Linked DNA regions of Gossypium hirsutum: region 2 is linked to region 1. The links are chromatin contacts, called in public Hi-C maps. All regions are on one chromosome and are shown on one strand. Each heading gives the region's core, a stretch centred on a gene start, on an enhancer-like site or on the middle of the called end of the contact. The rest is flanking DNA. Distances are from core to core; before and after follow the strand shown. Region 1 holds the start of LOC121222389 (protein transport protein SEC31-like). Region 2 has its middle 8.5 kb from the start of LOC107914208.

Evidence for each region. A called contact is a pair of places that touch in the nucleus more often than the background predicts.
Region 2: a contact with region 1 is called in a Hi-C map of leaf, with 2.8 times the contacts expected there. The contact joins the enhancer-like site here to the promoter of LOC121222389 in region 1. A contact is called at or near these places in 5 of 34 Hi-C or Micro-C datasets (fibers, leaf and seedling).

The regions. Positions count from the first base shown.
Region 1 is chrD10:10,668,787-10,671,486 of Gossypium_hirsutum_v2.1, reverse strand. It overlaps LOC121222389 (protein transport protein SEC31-like), which reads right to left and starts at 1,295. Exons shown (of 2, transcript XM_041103092.1): 1 at 1,244-1,295; 2 at 152-1,140. The coding sequence starts at 969. The coding sequence ends at 247.
Region 2 is chrD10:10,713,715-10,716,414 of Gossypium_hirsutum_v2.1, reverse strand. No RefSeq gene overlaps it. Among protein-coding and RNA genes, the nearest start is that of LOC107914208, 8.5 kb to the left of the region's middle. Within about 2 kb of position 1,329, at least 3 of the 9 cell types and tissues checked have an H3K27ac peak or open chromatin away from gene starts, as enhancers often do. A contact at or near this core is called in leaf, where this site is marked.

The DNA of each region.
Region 1 (2,700 bases), core at 46-2,545:
TCAAAAAAATTTAATTTTTTTACATCAATAAAACTTCTATTTTATTACATCAAATAAACTTCAAAATATTCAAAATATTTGTACAAATAATTTTAAATATGACAATCAATGTCTATGCCCGGGGGATTCAGTGCCACATGGCGGCCGTCGACGGTTACGCGCTGGATTCCTCCTTTCTCTAGCTTCCGGCGGCGGTTGTTGTTCCTCCGGCGGGGATTCTGGTTCTTCCAGTACGGCATCTAGTTGTTAGACTTGGGACGATGATCCACCTTCGAAGAATAGTGTATGTGGAGGTGTTTGCATCACGAAGGGCGAGGGTGTTTGAAACCCATACGTTGCTAGGGATTGGTAAAAAGGAGAGCTCCCCGACGGCCCCTCTTGCGATCCCTCGTGCCCCGCTGGCCTATACATCGACGGCCCACTTGGCGTAACAGGAAATGGAGCTGAACCGGGCATTTGGCTCCAACCTGCCATAGGACTCGGAAAAGGATACATATAAGGGTTAGGATACATATAAGGGATAGGAAACGCACCTGGCATCGTCTGAAAAGGCGGTTGAGTGGGTATCATCGGTTGAATTACCGTGTCGGGTGAATGTCTCGATGCTCTTGTTGGGCCCGGTGATTGCATGGCCGCTGATGATGAGCCAGGTGAATGTCTGAGCCTCGTTGAGGGGCTACCTTGTTCGTCTTGTCGTCTTGGATTTAGAGGCCCGCGTCTTTCCCTTCCGACACGTATTTGCCGCTGCCTCTCTTCTGGCATCAGTAAATATGGCTTGCCATGGATCCTAAACCATGGCATATATTCTGGAACGCACGCTAACTCCGGAACGATGATTGGTTCCCGAGTAGGTTGATATTCATACCGATTTTCCCACATTTCTTTGTACCCAGACCAGTACAAAGGCCATTTCGTACCTAATAGCCGAAGGTCGATTTTGTGGTGATCGTCAAACTCCTCAAGGTCCATGAGAATCGGTTGTCTACATCCAAACTGTCGTAGCTCTCTGTCTGTCTGGTGCGGCTCCACGGTTGCGAAGTTGATCAGCACGACTTTGACCTGGCAAGCGTTCGAATTTTGTAAGAACTCTTCCGGAATTACTGCCCGAATTACCGGATCCTCATATGGTGTCCATTGAAACTATATGAACATGATAGAAATATTAGTTATATACATAATACTAAATACTAAATACTAAATACTAAATACTAAATACAAAATATCTATTTGCAATAATACTTACTTGTGCTTCCGACCGTTGGTCCAATAGAAGCCGTATATCTTCAAGTTTGGTAGGTAATCGAGCATGACTTGCCGGATGGTTCCACCTAATTAAATAAATTTTTAGCATACTTTTATTTTTAAAAATATACATAATAATTGTAAAATCTAATATAAAATTTACCTCGTTATGAGTGGGAATTTATATGAGTGGTCCACTCAAGGACGTAGAAATGGAAACCGAAATCGTGCCCATGACTGTAGTAGTGACAAGCAACCTCCGATTTTCGCTCTCCTCGGTCGCGTCGCCCAGCACATCTCCCGATACAACGTTTCCAAGACGGCAGACCCCCAACTAAATTCACCAGCTTCTCTAAAATCTACGATTTTCAGGAGCCATCTTAGATGTACGCGGCTCCGTGACGTGTCGGGCATCAGATAACCTCCAATTATTTGAAGAATGTATGCCCGAGCATATCGGATTCTTTCAATTTCGGTTGAATCTTCATCCAGATCAGGGAATGTATCACGTAACCAGCCCATCTCGATCTTACCTCCATTCATTTTATCCGGAATAGTGCCCAAAAGCTCGTAGCATACCACCTCCCAATTGCTAGATTGAGCAGTCCCGGTGACTGGCTTCCCGTTGACTGGCAATCACAATTGCAGACTCACATCTTCTAGAGTGATAGCGCACTCTCCACATGGAAGATGGAATGTGTGCGCCTCGGGTCTCCACCTCTCGATCAACGCACTGATTAGTTTCGGGTACAACTTGCATCCCCGGCCTACCGTCGCCACGTGCCAGAAACCCGCTTCTCGCAGGTAGTTCTCTACCAACGGTGATGGAGGACCATGCATGTTCCGGATATTGCATTCCAATACCCGATCTACAGACTTTTATAACAAATAATAAATTAATAATTATCTAAAAAAGCATAAATAAAAAATTATTAAATAATATTTAAAAATTAAATTTAACACTTACCATTTCCATTTGTTCCACCGATATGTGATGCCTATCAAGACGAGTTAATGATCCGGCCATTGATGAAATCGTAGAAATTTTTACGATTTATAAAAATATAAAAAAAATTAAACTATTTTTAAAAAGGAAATTGAGAGCAAATTGAAATTAAATATAGCTTTGAGAGATTTTTGGAATGAAATTGAAAGGAAATTGAAATTAAATATGGATTTATGAGAATTTTGGAAAGAAATTGAGAAAATTGAAAGGAAATTGAGAGGAAATATGAGAGAAGATTTGTTTGTGAAAAAATAAAAAGAGATGTGAGGTATTTATAGTTTTTTTTTACCGTTGGGGGGGCAACGGTCAAATATTTGACCGTTGGGCACTGTTCACGCGCGGGCCGACATCGCTGCCACGTCAGCGCAATGTGCTGACTCAGCAAGAAATCGCTTCCTCTAAGATGCGATTTCCTATTGAGTCAACACATCGCGCTGACGTGACAGCGATGT
Region 2 (2,700 bases), core at 80-2,579, 45 kb before region 1:
TTTTTAAATTTTTAAATATTTTTAAAATAATTTTTTTAATTTTTAAAATAAATTTTTGGTATTTATTAAAAAATGGGCCAAGCCGGGCCGGGCCTGGGCAAAATTTTAGGCCCATATTTCGGGCCAGGCCGGGCCCGGGCCTAGGACCCGGGCCAAAATTTTTTATGGACCCGGCTCGGCCCATGAGCACCTCTAGTTGTGTTGCGACATTTGATGACTTTAACTAAAAAAATTGGGGATCGTTAAAAGTTAATGGTTAAAGGAATTTTTTGATGCATTATATATTTTTTATGATTTTTATAAAATTTTAATTTTTTTTATATTTTTTTACTATTTTTATATATTTTTTTCTAATTTTTATTAAAGTTTAATAATTTTTATAATTTTTTGTCACATGTGACGCAGTGGTTGTGACACGATGTGGCTTTAACTGAAAAAAAAATATGGGCAGTTAACTTTAACGGTCAATTGTTAAAGTTTACGGTCAAATAGCATTTTTGATGTATTTTGGCAATTAAGTGCAAAAAAAAAGCAGAGGTTTAATTGCTTTTTTTGAAAAATTTTGAGAGTATTTTTTATGCATTTTAACATTTCAATTACCCAATTGAGTGGAAAAAAAACAGGGGTTTAATTATTTTTTTTAAAGTTTGAGAGTCTTTTTTATGCATTTTAAAAGTTCAAATACACAATTAAGTGTAACAAAAAAAGACTTAATTAAAATTTTAAAAACCATTAAACTTTTATTTTTAGTATTATAAAACTTAAAATAATCTTTCTTTTATCACTCTCTTGCTCCCGTGATGTCCAAATATGTGCAAATTTCCTTTTTTATTTTCTTACAAATTTTTAAGCCTTCAATTTCGCCAACCAATTAATGGTCACCATTTTGACACCTTTTTTTCCCATAAATGAACAATTAATATGTTTAATTGTCCAAATGAACCAACATATTTGGACCTTACTTAGGTATACACATAGAATTCGTGACTAGTAAATCTCATTTATTCCGTGGATAAAGTTAGCATTAATGGAAGTACGCATTTCAATAATCGGGGCAACAACTCTTAATTAAAACCTAATAGATGTCAATACAATAGTTTATTTTATTTTATTTTATTTTATTTTGCTTACCATTAACGTTGAATTTAAATTACATTATCTTAAAATTAATAAATATAAAATGGGTCTGGTGACTATCTCGCCCTTTCATGTAGGACCAAAAATAGGAAGGAAATCAATAAAATAATAAAATGCTATAAAGCAGTTTGGTGGGAGTGGCCGAAGAAGTTAGGTTCAAAGCCGGCGCCCTTGCCCCATACCTACCAATTCTCTACACAGTTTTTTTTAATGAGTCGAGGTTTGGGATTTGTCTAAGGCTAAAATGTGCTATAGCTTCTCTACCCTTCAATAAGTCTTTGTATTTTTATTTTAAAATTTTAGTTTTTTTTTTATTTTTTAGATTTTAAAATTTAGGTCTAATTTTTAATACTATTTAATTTTTTTATTAAATTTATTGGTGTGATATTTTGAAATAAAAAAAAATATTGGGTAGCAATGTAATTAGAACACTGATGCTATTATGAACCTAAATTTAACAATGCTAATAATTATATCTGAATTTTGAAATTTAAAAAAATAAAAAGACTAATTTCCTAAAATCAAAAGTACAATACTAAATTACAAATTTACGAAAAATATAAAACTTATCATATTTTAATTTTTATCTAAAGATCAAACTTTTAATTAATATTAATTAAAGATTTCAACACAAATTCTGTACAACTTTGCATGTGATTCTATAATAATAAATAAAAAAAAACACAAAATTTGTATTATGAAGATTTGGAATTAAGCTTTAGCGACGAACTTAATTTTAGGATTAATTTACCGAAGACAATATAATTTGAAGTTGGCAGAAATTAGGTTAACCTGGCAATCGAAAGGCGGTAAAAAAACCCTACCGTCACCACGTTCCATTGCCACTCCTAAAACCTATATTTATTTGATTTATAGGATAAGATTTTTATATTAATTCCGTAATAGGCCTTTTAAGGTGGTTACAGGTCATGGATAAAATTTAAGATGTTATATAATAGGTATAGTGATTTATTTAGCCCTCCATTTTTATAAAAAAAATTTATTTAATTTCTCATTAAATTGAGATGTTGAAAAAAGAGAATATAAATGAAGCGTGATGAAGTATTGATGATATGAAAAGTGAATGTGTGGAGAAATTACAAGTTATATGAAATTTGTGATAATAAGGGCTAAATTGTAACATGTAGAAATTTTGAGTTGTTCTTTCTTTGATTGAATGGACATGGAGAATTAAGTCCATGTAGACGATATGAGATCTACTAGGATATAGATGGCATGCCATTAAGAAAAATTTAGTGCGTTCTCTATTTTGTTTAAGCACCTTGGTGTAGTTCTGTTCTAATAAGCACTACGGTATTGTTATGTTCTATTAATGCACTTCGGTGCAACATTGTATCTGTTCTGTATATCCTAAATGTTCTATTTAGTCTACAACGGGTTAATAAAGTACAAAGTAGTAAGAGAATCAATTAATGAAATGTGGTAAGTAATATAAACTTAATAGACCATTAATTATTTGGTACTAATTAAACTCTCAAATGATAGATATGTATATGGTAATACTGATAATTCTTAATCAAAAGTTTAAATTCTTGTAGTACT